Linked DNA regions of Mus musculus: all the other regions are linked to region 3. Evidence: chromatin contacts called from public promoter capture Hi-C data. All regions are on one chromosome and are shown on one strand. Each heading gives the region's core, a stretch centred on a gene start, on an enhancer-like site or on the middle of the called end of the contact. The rest is flanking DNA. Distances are from core to core; before and after follow the strand shown.

Region 1 (6,272 bases), core at 2,866-5,365, 1.6 Mb before region 3:
AATCTGAATTACCAAAATGGTGTAGTGGATTAGAGAAAGAGCATTAAAATTTCAAAATATGGTACCTTTACTAAACATCCAAGGAATTAATATCAGAAACAAACTTTCAGAGAAAATAGGAAACAAAAGAAAAATTTCCAAATGAATTTTCGCAGCAGTAATTTAAGTCTGATATCAAAGAGTGCTCAAGAACAGCATAAAAAAGGGAAATTCTAAGCCTGCACATGTGAATGAATATATTGCTAAAATTTTTTAAAATATAGATTTCCTGAAGCAGTGCATTAAAACTATAATGGCAAGGCACTGTTTTATCTTAGCAACTCAACAGGTTCGCATTAGAAAATCGATCAGTGTGAACTGCTGCATGAACATGCCAACAACAAAATCTATAACCACCTCAGCAATCTAAGGAAAAGCATATAACACAATTTCAGTATCCATATCAGTTTCTTTTTTCAAAATATTCCTACTTTAAACACCACTGGGATAGAAGAAACTACTCCAGCCTAGTAAAGGATTTCTATTTAAAAATGCACAGCAAATGAAATAAGCAAGGATGGACACTAGCCATACTCTCAATGAGACAGAAAGGAAGGGAGTGTGCTTATTAGCACTGACCGCCCTAGAGGTCCCAGCTCGTGTAGTGAGAGTAAGGGAGAAAGGGTGCCAAGGGTGTTATTTTCAGATAATATGATGATCTACGTGAAAAAATACTAAAGCTATCTAAGAATCAACTAATAAGAATGTGTGCCTTTTAAACAAGTTCACTAGCCCTTTCAAAAGCAACAATCAACAAACTACATCTTTAATAGAAAAATTATCCCACTGTCACAACAACAAAAGCTGTGAGGGATGCAGGGGGAGGGAAATCTAGCACAGAGGCACAGGTATTTTGCAAACAAATTATAACATGTTATTGAAGGGTGCTTGAAAGAATAAGAATAATATCACTTGGCTTTATAGAGATGCCACAGCTCCTCAAAATAAATTGTAAATTTAACTCAGCAAAATACCAAAAAAAAAAAAAAAGTTTTTCTTTAGAATTTGATGGGCTAATGCTAAAGTTGGTATAGGAGTGAAGTGTAAAAAAATGGTTAGTGTGGTTGTAAAGGAACAAAGAGGGACAAGCCCTCCTGTACATTAAGAGTTATTACCAAGCTGTCATAATTAAGGCTTATTATCAAGGCATGGTAATTAAGAGTGTGCCTTTGGCTCAGAATTGGTTTGGCCCATGGAAAAGGACAAACTAGGAACATTTCCATGAATATATGGAAATTTAATTTACAATCATGGTGGCATCACACATTAATAGGGACATGATGGCTGTTCAGTAAATCAGGTCACAGCAGGCTATCCTTGGTGGAGGAGAGAGGACGGAAATCAATTCCTGCTTTACACCCAGATTTTCACATGTGGAAAGGACACGTCAGAGAGAAAGCTGTAAGCACTGTCTTCACGCATCAGGTGTGGGTTGTTTCTTTAATGATACAGAGACAACAAAAACTGTTTTTTGATTCTTGGGTTTCTTTTTTTTTTTTTTTAAGGGATTGACTACAACAATATTTTATGTTCTCTGTAAAACAGGCAACATCAAAAGTTAAAAGACGAACTATAGATTGGGACAATGTGTTCAACATATATATACATGAAACACCATAAGTCCAAGGAATGAAAGATAAAAAGCGCACGTAGCCTATTGGAAAAATGGCAAAGGCTGACAAAAAACAAATCACAGACTCAGAAACTTCAACAGCCAATAAGTACATGGAAAAATGCCCAGCCTCACTAGCAGTGAGGGAAATTCAAATAAAATAACAAGATACTGGGTATTTTCTTTTTAAGCCAACTGGCAGAAATAAGTCTGATTCTAGAATGGGTTTAGCATCATGTTAGGGAAACAGGACATCTCATCTGCTGCTGATGGGTGTGCAAATTGGAACGTCATTGGCAGTTTCTAGTAAGACTCAAAACATGAGTGCTGCCTAGCAATCGTCACCTAGGTACACACTGGAGAAATTCTTGCATATGTGCAAAAGAAACATGCACTAGCAATGCCAAAATATTGGCAACAACTTCAACATTCATCAGTAGGACCATGAATAAAAAGGACACATTCATATGCATGGATCTACAATGCAGCAATTAAAATGAGTGAACTGCATTTATATTCACCAACATGATTAGGAGGGGGAAAACACCCAAAAACATACCAAGAAGGAAGAAACAAGTTAAAGAATAATATATACAGTCTTAAACCATGTGTATATATTTTTAAAAAGCAGTATCTCCATATAAATTCATATAAAGTTGAAAGTCTGCAACCTAAATTGCAAAGTTGCATACCAAATTCATGATAGAGTTTGCCTTTGGGGGAAGGCTGGAGAGTGCAGCCAGAGAGGCAGAGGGGACTTGAATTTCATCAGAAATGATGACTAGTTAAAGTTTAAAAAGAAGATCTAAAACAGATATGACAAAATAGTAACATTTATGAATTATACCAGACAGGTACACTTGTATTATATTCTCTCATCATTTTAAAATATCTCCACACGTTTTTCTAAAGCATAAATTTAAAAGAAAAATCAGGTACTAAATCATTCTCAGAGAATGTTCATGTATGGATTGCTGCAGCATCTGAAAATTTGAGGCAGTATCTTTAACAAAAATGAATCCGTTTTAGAATTGGGTCTCTTTAAAAATAATACAACTGCCAATACTATTTTAAAACTGCTGAAATGGACAGTCAGTTCTACAGGTATCAACCCACAAATCATGCTGGGAGAAGCAAGCTGCAAAGAGACATGTGCAGCACAGTAACACTTGCCCACATTTAAAATACACTAACAAAGATACATGGGTCTATTTACATACTTAGGTAGCTGTGTAATAAAGCACAGCAAATGTTAGAAGAATTTACCCTTTATGATACTGATTAGCGAGGGAGAAAACGAACAGTGCTAGAGAAACGAGGGAAATGACATTCTACCCTCTCTGGATGCTTAATATAAATTTAAAATTTGAAGCAAACACGACAAAAATATCATATTTGATTATTCTAATCATCAAGTATATGGACATATGTTATTCTTGAAGCATGTGTATCATTTTACTTTTCCAAAGAAAAAAATAGTGAAGCATTGCAAATAAAGTGCACATAACGTAATAGTACAAAAGTAAAGCCTATGTACATCCCAAACCGTGGTAGCACTACATTTAGAAATCATCCTGTTTATTTTCTGTGGGGTTTTTAATTTTTAAAAAATAAAAAGGGGGGCAAATAAAGCCGTGAAGGCATGTGAAAGAAATCATTCATATTTGATTATAAAAAAGAAAAAGCCCCCACAGTCATAAACCACTGGATGAGCATTCTATACTATTTTGCTGCATATTCTTAATTTTAATTTTTTTGTCAAAAGAGAACTAGAAGAGGTTGCCTAATTGGAAACGTGACTTTCTATTATTAAAATTGTGGGAGTCCATTTTAATGTGTTTATCTCGCTGCTAGTCTGTAATTTATATTTCAGCGTGGATATTTGTTTGTGTGCCTGTGACAGGTTAATGCAGTTTAAACGTGCGTTTTTTTCTTTCGTTGCTTGAATAGTTAAATCGTTACTTCAAGGATTTTAAGTTTCTATTTCAAGCGGGGATGATTCTTTGCTCTCGCCAGGGTTAAAACCGTTTCTGATTCAAAACGCTATTAATTAATGGCTACGCGGTGATCTATTGGCGACAAGGCTGCCGATCCTGCATTAACAGCCGAACTGCTAAATGAGAAAACTTTGTTTCGCCCCCGTTTTCTTTTGGATGAAGACTTGGGGCTATTTTCCATTTGAGCTGTGAGCGGTGGACGCGAGTCAAACGCAATCGCAGCCCACTTCGCCAGCGATCGCGTTTGCGAAGCGAAAGACAAGTCAGGTATTAGCGCCGCTTTTTTTTCCCTCGCCGCTCCCTCCTCCCCCTTAGAGGATAAAAAAAAGTTTCTAGGACTCTGCCTGACACCCAGCTGGCCAGAGACCAGGGGCGAGGGGGGCGAGGCCGGCAGGCTGCCCAGAAGTTGCGATCCGGGACTTGCGCGCATTGAAATTACCTGGCTCGCCAGCAGCGGAGAGAAAGCGCAGACAAGATAATTTCCCAGGCTGCTGGGAATGCCATAGCCCGCGCGGCAGCGCGATCCAGGGGTGTCCTCGGGCCGGGGCGGGTCCCCGCCACCCCCGCAGGCTTCAGTGCGTCAGGGCGCGTCAGGCGGGGCGGGCTCGGCTCCGGCAGCAGCGGCTGCGGGCGGCGAGCGGCGCGCACCGGCTTCCAGCTCGTCTGGCTCCAAGCGGCGGGACGGACGCTCCCGGGGACTCTCCGGCCCGCGGCTGGCCGCGCTCGGACGGCGCTCGCCCGCAACCGGGCGCCGCCAGCATGTCGGCCGCCGTGGCTTGCCTGGACTACTTCGCTGCCGAGTGCCTGGTGTCTATGTCCACCCGCGCCGTGCTGCACCGGCGCGCAACGGACCCCGAAGGCGCGAGCGCAGCGGCTGTCTCCGAGGTGGGTGCAGTGTCTCGGGAGTCGGCGGGGAAGGGTACCGGGTCACGGGGGGTGCTGTGGATACCCCCAGTCCTCCAGGTCCCCACCCCGAGCCCCGGAGAAGGCGATGGCGCGCCCCACCTGCTGGCTGCGAGCGCTTTGGCTGATTTAAGCTGTGGTGCCCGGGAAGACTTCAGGGAAGACTCCGAAGAAGCTCCGTGTGCCTCAACTAGCTGCTTCGAGCCGACCTGGTGCTCCAGCCCTACTGGGGGCTCTGAGCCTACCCAGGCCTTCTTCGAGGATGAGCTCTCTGACGCCGAGAGCTCCTGCAGTGATTCTGCTATCCTGGATGCGCCTGAGGCCTCAGAGGAGCCGGATGACAGCGGAGAAGTGCCCGAGGGGCCCCCAGGGGCCCGCCCTGCGCCATCAACGGGCCCGACGTACCGAAGGAGGCAGATTACGCCCGCATCCAAGCGACATCAGTGCTCCTTCCATGGCTGCAACAAGGCCTACTACAAGTCGTCGCACCTCAAGTCACACCAGCGTACCCACACGGGGGAACGCCCCTTCTCCTGTGATTGGCTCGACTGCGACAAGAAGTTTACGCGTTCTGATGAGCTAGCCCGCCACTACAGGACGCACACCGGTGAAAAGCGCTTCTCCTGCCCGCTGTGTCCCAAGCAGTTCTCTCGGAGCGACCACCTGACCAAGCATGCTCGTCGCCATCCAACTTACCATCCCGACATGATCGAGTACCGAGGTCGTCGTCGCACTCCCCGCCCTGAGCCACCACCCCCAGCCATGGTGGAAAGCTCTGGTTCCGACTCCAGCTCCTCTTCTGGCCAGGAGACCAGCTTCACTGCTTGCCTGTAGGACTGTCTTGCTGTCTATCTTTCCCTCAAGCACAACCCCCACCCCCGCTGCCCCCCAGGCCGTTGTCCATGCCTTCTCTCTGTCCATTCCTATTTTCCAGGGTCATTAGACCGAGGTACAGACTGGTTGCTCCGCACTGGGGATGGGTTCAGACAAACTTGTCGGACTCTGGAGAGGGACTGGGAGCCAGAAGATAGCAGGAAGTCCTGCAACACAAACATCTTCTGAAATGAACGGTTTCTTCCAAACAGCCTGCAGGAACCTTTGAGAAGGGATGAACTCTCCAGCGTACTGAAGTTTCTTCCCTCCATGGCACCAGAGATGTAAAACTGAATTCTGAGATGCTGGAGGATCTCCCAGTTCCAAATGACTCTGGTGTCTCACCCATTGGCCAGGGCGGACTTTGGAGAGGGTGTCCAGGGTGGCAGCCTTGGAAATGTCCAGATTTGGATGAAGAGAGGCCTTTGGAAACAGAAAATATTTCTATTTCTGTAAACAGCAATGTTTACTAATTTATTTTCGGTATCTTGTAAACAAAAATTCAGGTTGATGGGAAGCTAATGTCTTTGACTCTCCCGATTGCCCCAGCTACCTCTGCTTTGTGGATGTATGGCTGGGAGATGCTTTTTGGTGCCTGGGGAGTGGTATGAGTCTGCTTGCAGTTCCTATAGCGTAATTTTGAACCCCGCACTCGCATTGTAACCTTTTTTTTTTTTTTTTTTTTCAATTCCTTCTCAGGGGTGGTAACTTTCTGGCTCACGATTATGGAGAGATTGGTTAAGTATTTTGGAAACAATCATAACAGCACAAGAGAGAAAAGGCTGGTCTGAAATAGCTTCTCCTTCACCTAGAATGCAAGCCCAAGTAACTTTTGAGTGGGACAGGTA
Region 2 (6,674 bases), core at 3,690-6,189, 1.2 Mb before region 3:
TGGGAAGGCCAGGATAAGAGTGCTAACCATTCATCCCAGCTGCACACGAGTGCTTTACAATGTAACTGAATGTGGACTAAGGTATGAGGCTCAACCTGAGACCCCTGACTGTGCACCGGGACCTGCGAGCACCCAGAAGAGGCCTGCCATTGGCAGACCCCTTTGTCGTCTGTCCTGCACTTGTTTTGCATGTATCTTTCAGCTTCTGCAGCGTTGGCAGGGGAAGAGGCCCCCAAGTCCTGCGTGGGTGGGAGAAGGCTATGTCTGAAAAGCCTTCTTTGAGCTCTCAGCTCACTCAGAGAACCAGCGGAGCCATTAGGCGTTGCTAGGTGACAGCCCAAATGAATCCGCACTCGACTCTGTCACGTGCGTCATCCCTTTGACGCGAGTGAATACCGGAGGAGCTGCTGGAGAGGGATGTGGGCTGAAGGACCTGTTGACAGAGTAAATGGCTCTGTCACAGGGAGCTAAATGTGGGGCTCACGTGGAGGCTCCTCACCAGAAAACCGGTTTAATCTGGATGGACTTCCACAGTTTCACTTTGTTCTAGAAAGTTCTGGGAAGACCTAAGCCATGCCTAAAAAGACAAGGCCCACTGCCCAGGGCTATTCTCAGCACAGGTGGCTGGACTGGATAAGATCCCAGGATCCTAGAAGCGCATCCTTTCTCCCTGGCTCTCCCACCAGGGACCTTGAGGTAGGCAGCTAACAGCCTCCCATGAAGCCCGGGGAAGGCCCTAAAGGAGACCTGATCTGACAAGTCCTCATTGAACTGCTATGGTTTAGATAAGCCTTGAACATGCTCCAAGAGTTCAGGCCCCGGAAGTCTGACCTCCAGTTGAAAGGCTGCATTCAAAGGGAGGATGCTTTCAGACGTGGGGTTTAGTGGGTCCTCGGAAGTTGTTTTGTAGAGTCAGATCCTATGAAAGAAGGTTTAAAAGGTGGGCAAGTCACCCGAGTCTCTCTGGCATCTATCTTGCTACAAGGTCTCCACGTCACACGCATGTTCTCTCTATAATGCCCTATACAGGAGCCGTGCTCACCAAAGGCAGAATAGACAGGGTCTTTCAAAGCTATGAATGAAATAAATATCTTTTTTTTTTCTGTGTATGCTTCCCAGTGTGATGGTTAATGATAATTATCAGCCTGACAGGACTTAAAAAAACCTAGGAGACAAGCTCCTGGGCACACTTGTGAGGAACTATAGACTAGTGAGAAGAAGGGTGGCCTCACCTGCTGGGCTTGGGACCTGGACTGGGTAAAAATAGAAATGTATCTAGGCACATGTATGCCTCTATGCCTTCGAAGGATACAATGCAACATTCCATTATGATGGACTACATCTTAAACTGTAAGCCAAAATAAGTCCTTTCTCCCTTAAATTCCTTTTGTCAGACTATTTCAGCACAGCAGCAGAAAAAAAGTAACGCACCCAGCTTCGAGTATTTTGTTACGACAACAGAAAGCTGACTAACACAAAACTGGGTATGCAAACAGCTGGATTACAGCTTGGAGAAGGTGGGCTGTCTAACTGTCATTTCTGTCACAGACAAGGGACCTTGAAGAGGGTTTGGTGGAGGGTAAACCATTCTGAGGACAAAGACCAGTTTGACAAATGCATGCTCTGTAACCACCTGTCCCTAATACTCCAGAAAAAAGGAGTGTCTTTACAACGGGCCTGCTGGGCATACACATGTATGTGCATGTGTGTGTCTGTGCATATGAGCATGAGTGTCCAAAGAGGCTCAAGGCATTGGACCCCCTGGAACTGGAGTTACAAGCAATTGTGAGCCAGAGAAACAGTTTAACTCTTAAGATCATCACTGCCTTTGCAAAGGACCCAAGTTAGGTTCTCAGATGCCATATTGGCTGGCTCACAACTGCCTGTAACTCCACTTCCAGGGGGTCCAATGCCTTGAGCCTCCTTGGACACCCGTGCTCACATGCACATACACACACATCAATATACATATTAAAAACAAATTATTTTTTTCAATGAGCATGCTAAAAGGCTTAATATCTTGGGTGGGAAAATAAAGCCGGCCTTTGCAACATGGCACTGGCTAGAGGAGTCACAGAGAGCGAGTAGGGATGGAGAAGGAACAGGACCAATGGAGACTCTAGACAAAGAGCAGACAACACATTCATCCCATGCTACAAAGTGTGTGTGTGCCCCTTCCTTTCTCCAACATGGCACTGTCACCATGGAACACAGTGTCTTTACTGGCCCTGGAGAGGACTAAGCTCACAGTCCATTCTATCATGTCCCAATCAGCCAAGCTACACAGGTCAAAGGCACAAACATCTGCAGTGTTCAGGAAGAGTCAACGCAGAAGATCTGGTGTGGAGCAGAGCACCTTCTCACCCCCCCTCCCCCGCCACCTCTGTACACCTTCTTGGTTCAAGCTCCCCTGAAATTTCATGTTCGTTCCAAGCTATTGCCTTTGTGCTCCCTCTGTTTGCAATCCCAGGCCTTAAGTGCCGGGTGTTCTCCCATCTAATCTTAAGACATGCTCATGTCACTCAAGAGGCTTCCTCTAGCAAAGCCAGACACAATAGCACTAACAAGGGGCAGCGATGGTAGAGCGGGGTCTACCATTAATTATTCTTGTGAACATTAGCATAGTGGTGTCTAAAAGCAGAGTAGGTGCCATACACGGAGCAATCTTCCTCTTGTCTTCATTGACCTTATCTCTGCTTGGAAAATACCTTCTCCAGCACATGACGGTGCAGATGGTTGAGCACACCCCATCTGCCCTAGCTGGAATTCCATTCAAAGATCTTGACCTTGAGCTCTTTTTGGAGATAGGAAACTGTCCTGAGTGAAGGGGAGGAAAGGTTGGGATTTGCAGGTGCTTGTCTGCTCCTCCTGCTCTGAATGGTTACGTTAACAGCTCTTCTGGCTCTCTCCCAGTACACCAAGATGCCTTTAGCATCGGGATTGGTGACGTCTATTCACGCATCCTCACACCTGTCCCATACTCAGGACAATCAATAATTGCTTTGATGACTAAGCTTCTCTCCCTCCCCCTAGTACCAGGAAGACAGCCAAGTGGTCAGTCCTCTGTACCACTCACCACATTCCTGTCCAGGCTTAGCAGCTATGACTGATAGCATTGAGAGACGCCCTGAGAAACACTGGGATGCTTGCCGGCTACCACTGATGCTACAACCAGTTCTACAACTGCTTCATACTCTCCACCCACCCAGCACCTCCATGTATCCTGGCAGTTGCCTCATCCTTAAGACATCTGAAGACTAGGGCAGAGGATAACAGCAGAACAAGAGAGACCAGGGAACTAGGACAACAAGGTTCAAGGGCATGAGATAGAACAGTGAGAAAATACCACCAGCTTTGTGTCCGTTAGCCCATCTCCAGCCTGGCTTCCCAACCACTCAGAGGCCAGAGGCCAGATCCTCTGTGCTCTCTATATTCACTGAACTGGGCAACCAGGACATGGATCCCAGCAGAGAGTCCTCAACCTTTACTGAATTTACTGCTGTTAGAAAAGACCAGACTTGGAGATGGCATAGCACTGTTCATTAAAACCATTTGCAATCAGCCCCATCACACAGCCCTTTAGATGCACGGGTCCTGCAGCGAATACTCTGGGACCCAGCCCCACTGTCTCAGTGAAGGTGCCCACTGTATCACAAGAGAGGTCTGTATCCTGAAAAATAGAGATTTTCCAGCCACATGAAGAGCTGCAGTGGGAGCCTGACAGCTCCATTCGTCAGCCCACACAGCAGCAAGTGTAGTTATGACACACCTACCGCTGAGCTGCCTGCGGAAAAATCTTACTCCTTGGACACCTGCTACGCCTAACCCCTCCAAGCTATTTGGCAGCGGAGACAGGTATGAACCATCATCCCCATAAAAATTACTCCATCTCATGTAAGTAATTGCTTCAATAAACAGTCCTCGAGTCCCTTTAACCAGACAACACAGTAGAGCATAAACTCGCATATACGGGTAGACCGGTGAGATAGAAGATTCCATTTGATTGGCTTGTGTTACAGAAAAGGGGTATGAGCCTTGCAGTCAGCATTCCAGCTTCCGTGCTGACCAGCTAAGTAGCTTTGGGCAGCTTCCTTAACCTTTTTTAAGGCTGGGTTTTTGGGTTTTTTTTTTTTTCATGTTTAAATTAAGGAAAATAACACCCTTGCCTGACAGAGCTCTTACATGATCCACAAGACAAGGCACGTGAAAGCTCTTTGCAAAAGGCAAAATGTTATGCGGTGATGGATTATTCTATCACAGTCTTCTACGGTGGTACCAGAGCATCCCTGTCATCACCCCTGCCTCTCTGACTTCCTGTCCCTCACCAACTCCACAGTGTCTGCATGGAGCATGTGAGCCTATGCACGCACAGGCACACAGAGTCCCGGGGTACAGTTCTGTAGCTACAGCTAGACATGACCTATTGGATCTCCTTGTTCCAGAAGCCTGTGGAATGCACCAGCTATACACAGGTTTCACCAATGATAGAGACTATCTGTCCCCAAAGCCTGAGAACCCAGCTATTCCCTTTAAACCGGGCAGAAACTGCCAAAGCCTTTCTGACCATTCTTCCGAATTAATGGTGTAGGAAGAGGTGAGATAGAGGATTGGCCTTAGAAAGAAGGAAGAAGATACAAAATTAGCTGGAGGTTAAGGAGCTGGGGAGGATCTGTGGAGACCACCAGCTTTGATTTCACAGGAGAAGTCAGGTTTCAGAGAGAAGTGGCTGGTCCAGGACAGTGGGACAGAGGAGATATAAGCCCAGCCCTACCACCTAAAGTATAATTCATTTGGCTCCCAAGTTGGTGAAATAACTAAATGCTAATAAAGTTCAAAAAGAACTCACCCAAAGAATTTATCTCGGCCGCAGATGCCTGCCCCAATCAGGGCCCCAAAGAACAGTAGCCACTTCATGTCTCAAGGGCGCCAGTCACATACTGACTGAGTCAAGCAGTATTTATAAGGAACCCGAGGCAGATTCATGTTCTCAGAAATGCTAATGTGGTTCTTCAGCACCCTTCCAGCTCTGACAAGGCAGCACCAGCCAGGGCCTCCTCCATTCCTTTCCAGTGATGAAGGCCCAGCCTTTCCATTTGCAAGGCAGGAACTTGCTCCGCAGGCTGGGAATGTCTTACCCAGGATGCCTCATTGTTCATCACTTGGCATCTCAGTGGTGATTTTGTGTGTGGGGTGTGTGTGTGTGTGTGTGTGTGTGTGTGTGTGTGTGTGTTTGAGAAAAGGGAAATATCCCCACACTGCTGGTTGGAATTCATAGATAGGAGAAGCCAGATTGTAAACCTGGGATGAAGTTACCTCTAGAGTAATAAAACCATTTTTGAAAGTGAAGACTATCAAGCAACCTTAAGCCAACTCCAAGGCTGCACTCTTGAGAAACCTGATCAGAGAGTTCAACAAAAGCAGATCATACAGAGGAGAGCTGATGGCCGCCTTTCTGGGTCTAAGGCCTGATATTTTAGGATTCCATTAAAAAAGATAAATATGGGTGGTGAACAATATAGAAAGGATGTGTTATGCTGAATAAATTAAGTTTTCCTTGAGATCTGAATGACAGAGAAGGCTTAATGATACTTGTTTTGTATTTATGTTTTAAATTGTACTATCTTTATGTGTATTTTTGTGTGCTTGTGTGAGTTTATAAATACCATGCACATGCAGGTATCTTTGAAGGTCAGAAGAGAGCACCGGGCTCCATCATGTCCCCTAGAACCGAGATACAGGCAGTGCTAAGCCACCATATGTATGCTGGGAATCAGACCTGGGTCCTCTGAAAGAGTCATCTGTCCGGTCCCAAGGTTTCTATTTATTTTATTTTTGACACATGAGCTCATTTTGTATCCCAGGTTAGCCTTGAACTCACAATCCTCTTGCTTCAACATTCCAAGTGCTGGACTAATAAGTCCAGGTCTCTTTGTTTCCTTCTTTTTTTCTTCTTTTCTTTTCTTTCTTTCTTTCTTTCTTTCTTTCTTTCTTTCTTTCTTTCTTTCTTTCTTTCTTTCTCTCTCTCTCTCTCTCTCTCTCTCTCTCTCTCTTTCCTTCTTTCTTTCTTTCTTCCTTCCTTCCTTTCTCTCCCTCCTTCCCTCCCTTCCTTCCTTCCTTCCTTCCTTCCTTCCTTCCTTCCTTCCTTCCTTCCTTCCTGTTAAAACAGGGTCTCTCTGTAGTATTAGCAGTTCTGGAACTTGCTATATAGACCAGGCTGGATTCAAACTCACAGAGATCCTTCTGCCTCTGCCTCTGTTTAAGGTGTGTGCCACCATCAGCTCCCTGCTTCCCTCCCGCTGTCTGCACTCTTTCCACACCTGCTGAAGGGCAGGTACACAGAACTGGAGATCCTGGCTGGGAGTGTTGGAATCTCTTCTGACACTTGTTAAAACATTGAGAAAGACTTTACTAAAGATCATTGTCAGAGAGCTCATGACTACAGCAGTAGGAGGTTTAGTTTAGTCTCCAGGCCAAATGCAACCGGGACAATAGGATAAGGGGATCCGTCGATGGAAAATTACAAAGAGGGAGCACTAAGAGAGGGGGATGATTGCTAAGCTGCCCTCAGAGGAATCATGATGGAGGTTGGTCAAGGACTTATCATCAAAAGTGATGGATAAGAAATTAATAATATCTTTACAGATAGGGTAGTATGACTTGTCATGTCTTTCCTA
Region 3 (6,465 bases), core at 3,306-5,805:
CCCCAACCCTGAACTTTCTAGCCCAGGGGCTGGGCTGCCCTTCCCCGAGAGGCTCCTCCTTATATATTCCAGACATTTTGATCTCCTTTTCTCTTCTTCTTCTCTTCAGTCTCTGCGCATACTTTTACTTTCTTTCTTTTTCTCTTCACCTCTCTCTCCTTCCCATGGCGACTCCCTTGGCTTTAGTCCTTGGGGTCAGTGAACTCACCTGAAAGCAGCTTCCCAATAAACCTGCATTTAATATAATCTAATCTGGCTTGAGGTGGCTCATTTTACTGGTAAAAAAAAATTAACTTATCGATATCACATATTTATACTGAATATTATATTCATACCTGTGTTGCCTTTATTAATACCTGAACTTGTATTATTATGCTTTCCTTTAGAATTTATTTTTCATGACACGGGGTCTCATGAAACCCAGATAGCCTTGAACTCAGTATGTAGCCAAGGACGGCATCAAATTCCTGATGTTCTTGCTTTTACTTCCCACATACTGGGATTACTGGCCTGTACCACCCCTGCCCAGATGTGGAGTCTACTCTTCAGGGATTTGGACAATTGTGTTCTTTGTTGGTCCTTTGACGTATTTGGCAGACAAATGAGTGAGGCCTGTTTTACAGAGAAGATACTGAGACTCTGAGTGATACGTGACCTACCCAAGGTAATGAAGTTTGTACATGGTAAAGCTAAGTCCAGGTGCTCAGACAATGTGAAGCCAACACCCACACTCCTCCCGCCCCCGTGCTGTGTCTGCCATTTCTCTTCTCTTCTCCACATTTCCTGCATCTCCCTTTGCTTACATGCCGTACCCTTCCCTTCTGCTCCTCCTCTTATATGTTCCGTTCGCTTGCTCTCTCCAGGACAGCTTCCAGACCTTTTTTTCCTCCATCTATATTTTGTATTTGGCTTGATCTCAGCTCTCCCTACAGAGTCCCTGCTGTTTTCTAGGGCAGAGCCTCAAAACCTTCCGGAAGCCCACAGAAGTAACAAAAGCTCGCTCTTTATTTGGCAGTGCAGTGGGATATGGGACGCTGCCTCACTGCTTCCCAAGACAAAAGGACACCTGGACTTTGAAATAGAGGAGTTGGGAAGCACAAACTCAGGATTGCATCTGTTTCCTTCAAAGACTCTGGAGTGTTCTCCAGGGGGTCCCTGCGGTGCTCTTGGTGGGGACTAGAAAGAGAAATACAGCCTGGAACTCAACCTTGATTATACATCCCTGGCCCTGGGCAGAACAAAGTAAACAGGCATGTGGGTGAGGGAGGAGACTAGGAAGAAGAGAGGGAAAGGATGAACCCGAGAGAGAAGATGAAAAGATAGGAAGGCGAGAGAGAGGATGTTGGGATCGCCATGTAGATAGGTAAAGATGGGAAATTAAGGAAAGAAGAGAGCAGAGGGAGAGGAGAAGAGGGGGGGGGGGGCGAGGAAAAAAAGAAAAGGAGAGAGGAAAGGTTCTGAGTTAGGTGTGATTGATTAGGGTGGCCACTTCCCTCTGTCTAGACTTGGGGGGCAGTTACCTTGGAGCTGCTGAATCTGCTTGGTGAATACTTCTGCTTGCTGGGCACTGGCCAGCCGCTCATCCTCCAGGAGCCCTGCAGTGAGAGGAACATCTGGTTTGGAACCGGGGAAGCACGGAGCCTTTGGGCCCAAGCCCTGTGCCCTGTCACGGGTGCTCACCCTGAAGCTCCAGGGAGTCATCTTCATGCTGCCCAGCAAGCTCACGGGTCTCCTCCAGCTCTGCCACCAGCTGCAGCACCTGGGCCCTCAGCTCCTCCAGCTCTGTCTCTGTCAGGCTCAGGCCCCGATGCTTGCCCATTGAAAGGGAGCCCAAACTGCCTCCTTTCTCTACTTGCTCTTCTTCGACCTCTTCCTCTTCCTCCTCTTCCTCCTCCTCTTCCTCATATAGAGCTGGAAGTAACACCTCCCCTAGGAGAGACAACCATCCCACCACACAGTCAGTGCCCAATCTAGAACCCTGCACCTTACCTCCCCAGGGCCTGGTCTGCAGAGTAGTGTCACCTGGTGTCCCCCGAGGTTCCCTGGGTAGAACCTAACTCATGGTCAGGCTCTGGTAGGTCAAATTTGGATGCACCTTCTCCAGCTTCCAAACGCCTAATATTGGACGTCTCCTGCCTGTCCAGCAGCCTTGTGCTGGCTCAGCTACAAGAAGCTTGCATGAGGACACCTGGCTCTAGTAGTCTGAACTCTGGGTAGTAGGACAAGGAGTTAAGAAAGGATTCAGACATTCAGACACCAGCTGTTTATGTAGGCCAAATGAAGCAAGCTTGGGGGAAAAACAACCTAGGTGGCTTGCAAGGTATTAGCCGTTTCATAATAAGAAAACACTGGCTTGGTCTGTAGATAGAAGAGGAAACATTAGGCGGAGTTGTTTACTGCATCCATTTTGGAACCCTTTCAAATGCATGTTGTCAAATATCTTTTTGAGGTTTTTCTACACCTGTTGTTTCCCTGTTGGGTACCACAAGGATCATCTCTTTCCTTCTGACCCAAGTTGATGTTGAGAGTTGTCAGGCTGAACTCATCTCAAAGAAAGTCTGCCATCTTAACACACTCTTCTAAACCACTCATTTATTTATTTACTGCATACGGGTGCTCTCCCTGCATGTGTGTCTGTCCATCATGGGAGGGCAATGCCCTTTCAGGTCAGAAGAGGGTATTAGAGCTTCTAAGACTGGAGTCACAGACAGCTGTGGGCTGCGATGTGGGTGCCGGGAACTGATCAATTGCTAAGCCATCTCTCCAGTCCTGTTGACACATTTGAAAAACTAATTTGGTACTGGTCCTCATGTTCAGACTCCTGAACACCTTTTTTTTCTCCTTCTTCTTCTTCACTGCAATGCAATCTTGTCTTGGTAGGGATTGCTTTGTTTTTAATCCTGGGTCTCTGGCCTTCCTTCCCTTTTCTAACACCAACAGCATACGGTTCATCTGAGACCCCTTATGTCATCTAGTCTCTAGGGAAGGCCTGTGCTGAACTACAGAGGGGCCTGGGGACACTTCACAAGAAGTCCTGGATAATGTGTTGGTACTGCCTGCCCTGTTACACGCGAGTGCTGTTGGGAAATAGACTCCATCTAGCCCTCTCCTAAGCACGTTCTTACTAAAGCTGCAGGGTTCCATTCAGAGTTGACGGTGGTGGCATCAGATAGACAGTTCTCATGCCCATGTCCTGGCTTTTAAAAATAAGAGACAGCTTGGGATCTGGGTCAGCAGGCAGTGAGAAGAACAAGCCCCCTGCCGAAAGCCTGTTTCCAGGCTGGGTTGAGCAGGGCCTCTCTCTGTCTGGCAGCTTCCCGGGACACACAACCTGGTTAGCTGGGTGATTGGCGCCCCAAAGGGATGTGCCCAAACTTCCCACAATGCCTGAGCCCAGGGGAGGCTTGGAGCTCAGCCACCAGGGAGGAGGGGCCTGAGATGAAGTGAGGGGAGGGCCCTGTTCTGGCTCAGAGTTCTGGGGTCAGGGAAGGAAGAAGGGAGCTACGGAGTAGGGCGATAGAAAGCCTTTTTCAGAAAACTCACCGTCCATAGCTTGCATCCCACGGCGCTCCAGAGACCCCCAGCGTTGGCCTTTCTTCCTCTCACAACCCTCAGATACCTCATAGGAGCCTAAAGTGGTTACTGTGGGTCCTGTGAGCCGGGAGAAAGTAAGAACTGTAGGAATAGAGGGGCCTGGGGCTGAGGGGAAAGAAAGGGACGTGCATTCTTATATGGGAGCCCCGGAATTTGCAATCACACTGGAGAAGCCTGACTCACTCTGCCCAGCTCTGTGATTCTATTCCCTCAGCCACCTCTCATGCCTATGGAGGGGACCCCAGTCCGGCGCGGCCCAACCTCAGCACCCCTGTTCCCGGCTCCTCTCCCTCGCTCAGACAGAAGAGGGTGAGTGTTTGTTTAGCTTGGGGCATAAGAAGAGGGGTAGGGTGGGAACTAGGAAAGAAGGTTTTGGGAGGATCCTATATAGCAAAGCAGAGAAGGGAGGGGTGGCCGGCTCAGGAGAGGAGAGAAGGGGCTCTAAACTAGGCCGTTTCTCTTTCTCTCCCCTTCCCTCCCTCACCAAACCTCGCCCACCCCACCCTCTCCCGGTGGTCAAGAGCTTTGATGAACTAGAAGGGTGCAGGCTCTAGAGACAACTCCCCCGCCCCCCTCGTGAGCTGGAAACACAATCGGGCTGGAGAGACTAACTGGGGAGCGCTTGGGGAGTGACCGCTGGGAAGGGACAACCCAGGTCGAAAGATGGAGAGCAGTATCCGGTGGAGGCCAGGGTGAAGGGAGCCGACTCAGTACCAGGAGCACCTGGGGGTCAGAAGGAAGGAGAGCCGTAGGGGGAAGGAGCATAGGGAGCTGAGAGAGAGGCCGCTCTGACCTGGGCCAGGGCAGCTCCAGCCCGCGGCTCCCGCGCCGGCCCCGCCGCCTGCCTCCATGGCTGCTCCCGCCGCCGCCGCCGCCTCCCGAGCAGAAGCCGCAGCCTCCGGGCCGGGGACCGGGAGCCCGGTGCGCAGGGAGGAGAGAGGGCGGGCCGAGAGGGCGGGGCCTGGCCTGGCCACCTGACGCGAGTGCCCGCCTGTGGCCGCCCGGAAACCCTCCCCCAGTCCCCGGCTCCAGACCCAGTGAGGACCAGCAAAAGAGGTTCAAAACACGTCACTAAAGTGCCCCAGGCTCGTCCGAGGCAGCTTCAGGTCTGCTGCGCCTGAAAAGCGGACGTGAGCTACCGGGTCTTGAGGATGCGCCCAAGGAGTGCTAGCATGGCTTGGTTCTGGCTGCAGAACCCACCCTGGGTCCGCCACGCCTAGGGACCTCAGGGGCTAGTCTTGACGGATGATAGAACCGGGGGGGGGGTGGGGGTGGGGGGGGATGGACTGTTTCCTGCAGATGCGCAAACACACGCGCACTTCCTTGGTTCCCACACAGAGCCAGCGTCCCCATCCCCGCAGTCCACAGAACCCATCCCTCCGGGTAGCCTCAAGCGCCCCAGAGCTACTGCAGGGCTGGCGGATAGTTGAGACCTGCATGTGCCAAGTGCTAGGTGGTGGTACATCACTGCTTTCCCCGAAATCCCACCCAGCCAGAGCTCTCCTCCCAGTGTACCAAGTCCCTCTTTCTTCCCAGCCCTTTGAGCCACGCCCTCTGTGACCTGTGCAGTGTGGGCATCATTGATGTTCCCTGTAACAAGAAATGTGGGAAACCACGAAGCTTTTTTTCAACTTTTCATCTATTTATTCAAGAGATGAACTTGGTCTTGAGGCAGATTTGACATCTCAGCAGGTCTCATTTAGGTCAGAAGTGGATACTCAGGAATCTGCTCCCCGAGTTATAATCGTGGAGAGATTTCTAAGCTTGGTACCTCACACCAGTTCTTTCTCATGTATTCTCACTCCTAAAGTTTGGGCATGGCTTGGCTGGGTTCAACTCCCCAGGCTACTGGGCTCTCAAGCCCTCCATGTTCCTCAGGAATGAAGCAATTCCCTGCACATCTCAGGCTTATCAGTAATTTCAGCATTGTGTTGAGAGTTACTCTCCAGACACCCCATCCCTTCCTTTTTTTAGACTCTCCTGCTGTGCTCTTCTGACCCTCTGGGCAGCATCAGAGTATTGCCTGCTGTTAAGGTTGGGAAGTATCCTAGTTATCTTTGTATCTTCAGTATCAAAGTACCTGACTCATGGAGTAAATGAGTAACATGGAGCTTCCGACTAAGTTAACAACGCCTTCATCATTTATCCCAGATTTTTAACTCATGAATTTAAACTCACGTTCCCTATTAACAATGATGTCTGCCAGGCAGTGATGGCTCACACCTTTAATCCCAGCACCTGGGAGTCAGAGGCAGGCGGATCTATATGATTTAGAAGCCAGCCTGGTCTACCGAGTTAGTTCCAGGACAGCCAAGGCTACACAGAGAAACCCTGTCTCAAAAACCAAAAACCAACAAAACAAAAAAGTCCAGAAGTCAGTAGTAATTCCTCCCCCCGACCCCCAGCCTGATAATCAGAAAAATGAAGAATTATTTGTTTTCACCTTCTCCCCAGAGGTCAAGCTCCCACTTTAGACCCATGGCTACAGTGATCCAGCCACAGAGAAGAGCTTCCGGGCAAGCTTACTATTTTGCAGATCATCAAGCCAGACTTGGGTAGCAAGGTACAATATTTAGAGATGATGAAATGAGCTCTCATGGGGGGAGCTAAAGGGAAGTGTTCTGGAAGCTCAGTGGTTCTGCCCAGCGCAGCAGCCTCCAGTTCTGTCTCAGCAGCAGGTCAGGCTAGCAGTTGGCAGTGGGTGAACAGAAAGACAGTCGCCATGGTCAGTTGTGACATTCAGGAGTCAGAGCTCTCTCTAGGAGAGCCTGGATCTTGAGCATTAGGACTAAGCTGGTTCCTGGGTGCAGGTGATCCATCACTCACCATTGATCTCAGGGAATGCTCAAGGGAGACTAGAACCAGTCTATT
Region 4 (6,060 bases), core at 2,600-5,099, 1.1 Mb before region 3:
GAGAAGAGACAATCCCGCCAGCAGGCACCACTCAGTGGAGCAGACAAGGAGAGCTTCGATGGTGTAGAAAAGTGATAACTCTTTCTAGGGATCATGGGAAGGGAACACAGGTGCCTAGACCTGAGAGGGCAACTCTGTTGGGGACACAAGCAGCTCCCCACCCGACGGGACAGCCTAGCCCTTGCCGTCCTTTGCTCCATCCTTAGGGAAGAGTAGCAAAGGACTGACATCAGGGAGCACTGAGCAGGGTGGCTCAGCGCTGCTCTCAGAAGTGCTGTGAGGGAAAGAATGGCTTATTCTCTTCTTCCCCAGGGGGCTGTGCGGGAAGAAGCCACTGTCTGAATTCAACCTCCCTACTGAGGGCCTGATTCTCTGTGGCTCTGAGCCCCTTGGCTACCCTCTCCTGGCTGCCTCCTCAGACCCCTCCCAGGTTGGATACACCGTCAAGTGCCCTTTCTCTGGTTGTCCTTTCCCCCAAGGAACACCACAGGCTACACAGGCTGGGGAAGCCAATCTGTGAGGTGTGAAGAAGAGGTTTCAGAGGAGAGCACTATCCCTGACAGACTGCTCTGGAGGTCAGCTAGGGCACCTGGGCTGGCCATGTTCAGAGAGGTGCTGTAGGTTAGGTCTCGGACAGTTTTCGGGGGCGTGGCAAGGAAGATGAAGAGAACGCTATTTGGTGACTTAACTAAGAACATGCATAGAGCCGGGCGTGGTGGCGCAATGCCTTTAATCCCTGCACTCGGGAGGCAGAGGCAGACAAATTTCTGAGTTCCAGGCCAGCCTGGTCTACAAAGTGAGTTCCAGGACAGCCAGGGCAAAGAGACCCAGGGGACCCTTTCTCAACCTCCCCTCCTCCCCCCCCCAAAAAAAAGAACATGCATAGCCTTGCTCCGAAGTGTACGAGTGAGTCGGAGCTGTGCTGGTCCGGGCACCATATGAACCATGTTTAGGACTAGCCCAGCTGACTCCATTCCATCTCAGCACACTCACAGGTAATTTCATGAGCCGGCTGCAATTCACACCTGGATCTACCATCACGGCAGCCTGTCAACACTCAGACGTGGCTTGCTTGGACACATTTTCCAGGTGTCACCAGGCAATTCCACACATGGCATGCGGCAGTCATATCCGAAGGCCGTCCCCAAGACTCGGAACTCTGCCTGCTTTCAGTTATTTACTTATTTATTTGAAACAGGGTCTCACTGTGTAGCCCAGGTTAGCCTTGAGCTCACTGTAAAGCTGCCTTTAAACTTATGATCCTCCTCCTAAGTGCTAGGAGGACAGGGACGTGCCACCAGACCACACTTCATTTCCTTATCTTATCTCTAAGCCAGGGCACACATACCAGACTCTCTCCCGAGGTAATTTCAGCAGGAATTCTCTCCAGATCTAGTGCCCCAAACATACTTACATCTGACACGGCCATTTGTATTCCTTCTGGGGTCCTCTTTGCATGGCTGACTTCAAGCAGGCTAATTAATTATTTTAGAAACCACGATTAAATCGACACAGTGATTAATCTGATAATCCTTTTTATGAAATTACCTCGGAAACGCTAACTTTTCATCTTTTGAAACTCACTGTGTAAATTACTCTGAAGATTACATTGTACCAGCTTTTGGCTCCGTAAATCTTAATGGCAATGTTTTGCCAAAAGCAATAAAAGCTGTCCTGGATTTATCAGGTCAATCAGGGAAGGGGCAGGCAGGCAGGAAATTGAAGGTGACTCAAACTGCAAAGTCGGGAGGGAGGGGTCGTTGACTGAAGAAACTGTTGGAACTTGCCACTGTGGCCACATGCAAGCAAGGAAGTGAGTAGCCTCAGGAAGCAGAGAGGCATGCAGAACGCCAGTCACAGCTGCCGAGGCTCCCTGTCGGAAAGAAGAGATGTGCAGTTCTTAGAGGTCTTAGAAGAGGCCTTCTAGTCGTGCCTCTTCTCCCCACCCCCAGCAGCTCCTCCCAGTGCCCAGAAGGCAGAAGGCAGAGGCAGAGAGAAGATGCTTGGGCTGTTGTCTTCCTCTGCTATGCCCGACGGGCAGGGTCCTGGGCCTCAGGCTGACTTGAATCACTCCAATCCTACTTTAGATGTTATCAACCATGCCTCCTACAGCCTGGCTGCAGTGACCCAGCCTATCTATCTGAGTGCAGCATCCCCTTCTACTGTTCGCTTCTTTCCTACATAGTGGCTACACACTGGATCCCTCTGCGGGCCTCACTGGAAGTGTGTCACATTGCTCTGCAGCTTGTAGGAGGTAGCAGGCACCACAGGCCTCTACAGATTGCAGGACAGGTGGAGGGCCCCCGCCTTCTGAACCCAGGCCCCTAGCTATCCAGCTAGCTGAAAGTGTTTATTGAACACCTACTTTGTTCCAGGCTCTAAGGACTATGGAATGAACAAGATAGAGTCAGCTCCTGTCCTCCTGATGGTGGAACAAACAGGCAGTAAACTCTATGACCATGGGGGAGATGGGAAGGGGACAGAGCCGGTAGAAGGGTCAGGGCAAAGGCCTTGGAGTCTTCCTAGTGGGACCCTAGCTTTGACTCTTCCTCACTGAGATGATATTTGAATAGAGAACCGGAGATGGAGGACAGACCCACAGAAACGCAGGAGGAAGAGCGAGCCACTGGTGCCAAGGCCCCCAACAACACACTTCATCATCCAAGGAGCGGCACCATGGCTGGACTAAAGGGAGCATCGTGGCAAGACACCAAGGTCAGGTAGCTTTGGAATCCCCACGCCATGGAAAGAGCTGAGATGTGGCCTTTCTGGGCATCTTACAAGGAAAACGCGTCCATCTGTTGCCTTGTTCTGGTCTGAAAGGTATCTCCCCCCCCCCCAGCCCCCCCCCCCCCGACAGATCAGGTGCTTCCACTGGCTCCAGGGAAAGGCTCCGGAGCTGGGATTTCCAAATCTTGGAAGCCTCACTGCCAGGAGTCACCGTGTGGCCTGAGGAAACCAAGATACCTCATACAGATTCCACATAGTCCCTGTCTCTACTGCTGCGTCCCTGGGGTCAGAAGAAGACCAACCCATAGCTTCTGTCTTTTTTCTCCTGGCCGGGCTATTCAGATGATAGCTAAAGACAAGGCAAGCTGCCTTATCTTCCCCAAGCCGGGACAGAAGGAGTTTATGAGGACGCTGATAGGAACCCTGAGAGGCTACTGGCCCTCTCAGGGTGCTCCTCAGAAAAGTCTCAGTGTGTGGTAATTATCTGGTTAGTGAGGACTTCAGCTGACCTCTGAAGAGTGACAGGACAGTCCTCCTCCTTCAGGAGATGGTGACCCACACCCATCAACCCATGCTGGGGTTACTCTGTTCTTCTCATGGTGCCACACAGGAGCTGGGCCAGTCTGGAGGAGAAAGGATGCTGGAGCCTTACTCTCAGGGGAGGAGCGCTCTCTTAGCTCACTCTCCAAGAACTGGGTGGGGAGTCTTTCAGACAGAACCTGTCTTTGGCCCTGAGTCTCATCCTGGTGACTGAGCCGGGCTTATCCCCGTGGCTTAGCAGAGCGAGCGGCCATGGAAGCTTTTCTGGACTGGGCTAGCAAGGCGTGAGGGTTTAAGCATGTGCCCGGAGAGCTCTGGCACCTGTTTGATACTTCCCAGGTTGATGGTGGCATTTCTGGTGTGAATCCAGCCCCTGGAGTATCCAGGTCCCGGGCTCCATCTGCCACCTCACTTGAGGGTGCCAGGCCCCTCACCTCTCCTACTCCAGGCCCACATCACCTTCCAGAATAACCCCCATCAGGAACGCGGCTAGGATCTTTCCTCCCTGTTGCTTTTCCAGTGAGGCCTCTTTTCCCCTTCATACAAGCACTTCCGAGAGAGCCAAATCGACCGCCCTCTAGGTTGCCATGGAAACAGAGCTTTCTTTCCTCCCTCCTGTTTACCTTGGTCAGGGGACTGCGACAAAAAGCAGCCTGTCGCAGGAGGAGAAGGGAGGGCGGGGGAGAGCGGAGGGAGAATCAGCTTGCCTTAAACCAGATCATTCCGGTTTGGAGTGGTTCTCTCCCCCGCAGCCCTAGGCCCCTCTTGCCACACTGGGCTGTGGAAGGCAGGGAGGGAGGGAGGATCCTCATCCTGCGAAGCTTTAGTGGAGAAGGTCCTACACCCGTGGTACCCCGTCCTAATTCCAAGTGGACCTGTCTCCCTCAAGGCCAGAGTTTGGCCTCCAGTGCATCCTCTGGAGGTGCTGCCCCAGGGTGACTGCTGTGCTCAGGTTGGCTCCCCACCCCAGGATAAAGAGATGGGAGCTGAAGGCCAGGCCTTGCTCTGTATATGTACTCTTGAGTGCCCTGGCCAAAGTGGCCTCACCCTATTTACCAAAAAGATCATTGTCGTAGCCTCGAACTTAAAATTTCCCAACTAACTGCCTTGGAGCGCGATTATATATCAGTGCCTTCTGAGCACCGCCTCTCCTCGCCCTAACTTTCCAAGTCTCCTGCAGTTTTTCTGGTTTCTTTCGTAGGCTTCCTCCCCTTCCAGAAGCCACCAGGAGGTGGTGGGTGCTGTCCCTGAAAAGCTTTCTAGCTCTTTGTGCTCCTCTGAGCCTTGAGCTAAAGTACTCTATTCTCAGTACCTGATTCCTCTAACCGGTTTGCTGGGTAGAAGCCCTGCCTCCGGGTGCTATCAGCCTGAATACAAGGTTGTGCCCCGGTGGCATCCCAGCCGGTTGCGTACCCACTAGATGCACAGTTAGCGTGGGCACCGGCCGCTGCTAGTCGCGGTGCCCACGACCAGGACCAGCGCTGCTCGCCAGGGGGCGGCAGAGAACCCACCCTGGGCAGCTTCTCCGCGAAGCACGAGGCCATTTTACATTCGAAAAATCCTGACCTGGCTCCGCATCTATGTGGACACTGGGAGCTTTGCCGGGACAAGTGACTGGCGGTGGCACCTGGGGGACTTGGCGCTCGCTTCCAGAGCAGCTTCCCGTCCCAGGCACAGGCTTCATCGTGCTGCACTGCGGCTCCGCGGAGCCCCGCCCACCTGGGGAAGGGTCTGGTCCTTTATCGGTGCAGTGAGAGTTCTTACCAAGGAGACCCTTCCTCTGGCATTGGGAGAGCTGGTAACTCCCTTGGCAAGAACACTTTGGTGGCCCTTGGCTTATCCTCCCGCATCCCAACACAATGTTTTTGTTTGGTTTCTGATTTTGTTTTAAGAAGCCCTGGTTGGCCTGAAACTCAGTGTATATAGACCAGGCTAGCCTCAAACTCACAGGTCCACCTGCCTCCGCCGAAATGCTGGGATGAAAAAACGAGGGTGCACCACCACGCCGGCTCCAGCACAAATTAGCTAAGCAGAAAGTGGACAGAGTGACGCCTGACTGCAGCACGTGGCAGATATGGCTCTGCTACCCTGCAGGGAGAGAAAGTGGGCCTTGCAGTCTTAGAACCTTCTGAGGCCCAGACTCTTGGTAGCTTTAGTGAGATGGTTCATAAAAGATGAACTGATCTGCCCGTCCCTTCTGAGGTGACACACACTGACACTTGATGTATTTCACAGATGCAACCGCTGTGAGGATCCTGGCTTGGTGTTGAGTGCCAAGAATAGTAAGTGGCCAGCGTGTGCCGCTGTCTGTGTCCTCTCTTCACCAACCCTAGAGCTGGGCTGAGGAGCCAAACTGGACAGGCCCTTCCCGCCTGCCTGGCTGCTGCCTGAGCCGAGCCGAGAGACCTCATTTCTGTGTGTCAGGCTGGGCTGTCCCAACCTTGGTGAATCAGAATATGGCTAATCTGCAGGGTCTCCTGGGAATAAGGTCCACCCCCGCCCACCTCTTTTCACCCAACTATGGAGAAGAAAAAGAGGTACAATAATACTCTTGCTTGATGTTATAAAGGGACAAGATAGCAAGGAACACATTTCCCGCAACACAATAAGACACTTAGAACAACAGATTGCTTTTTTCCCCAAACCTTCTCCCCCTTCATTTGTTCCTCTCTAGAGCTGGCTCTTAAAGGTTCCCAGATACCAGTCAGGCTGCGTGTGAACGAGTGGGGAACTTCACAGTTGTATCCTTTGAATCATTCCAACTACAGACTTAGTGAGAAAAGCTATTTT

Evidence for each region. Promoter capture Hi-C pulls out the DNA fragments that hold promoters and counts their contacts. Capture Hi-C pulls out chosen DNA fragments and counts their contacts.
Region 1: a promoter capture Hi-C map of liver shows a contact between it and region 3, with 2.8 times the contacts expected there. The contact joins the promoter of Klf14 here to the promoter of Ccdc136 in region 3. A contact is called at or near these places in 5 of 39 promoter capture datasets (the C10 cell line, hematopoietic stem and progenitor cells, liver and 1 more) and 2 of 9 other capture datasets (adipose tissue and liver).
Region 2: a contact with region 3 is called in a promoter capture Hi-C map of liver, with 2.7 times the contacts expected there. The contact joins the promoter of Cpa4 here to the promoter of Ccdc136 in region 3. A contact is called at or near these places in 1 of 39 promoter capture datasets (liver) and 1 of 9 other capture datasets (liver).
Region 4: a contact with region 3 is called in a promoter capture Hi-C map of liver, with 2.1 times the contacts expected there. The contact joins the promoter of 1700012C14Rik here to the promoter of Ccdc136 in region 3. A contact is called at or near these places in 1 of 39 promoter capture datasets (liver) and 1 of 115 datasets of contacts at active chromatin or transcription factors (pancreatic cancer cells).

Annotation. Positions count from the first base shown.
Region 1 is chr6:30,956,833-30,963,104 of GRCm38.p6, reverse strand. Klf14 (Kruppel-like factor 14) reads left to right here and starts at 4,115. Exons shown (of 1, transcript NM_001135093.1): 1 at 4,115-6,272. The coding sequence starts at 4,408. The coding sequence ends at 5,385.
Region 2 is chr6:30,566,634-30,573,307 of GRCm38.p6, reverse strand. It overlaps Cpa4 (carboxypeptidase A4), which reads right to left and starts at 4,939. Exons shown (of 11, transcript NM_027926.3): 1 at 4,847-4,939. The coding sequence starts at 4,914.
Region 3 is chr6:29,394,665-29,401,129 of GRCm38.p6, reverse strand. Ccdc136 (coiled-coil domain containing 136) reads right to left here and starts at 4,555. Exons shown (of 18, transcript NM_001347071.1): 1 at 4,388-4,555; 2 at 3,544-3,651; 3 at 1,681-1,929; 4 at 1,521-1,595. The coding sequence starts at 4,445.
Region 4 is chr6:30,458,774-30,464,833 of GRCm38.p6, reverse strand. 1700012C14Rik (RIKEN cDNA 1700012C14 gene) reads right to left here and starts at 3,849. Exons shown (of 2, transcript NR_131049.1): 1 at 3,705-3,849; 2 at 1,521-1,873.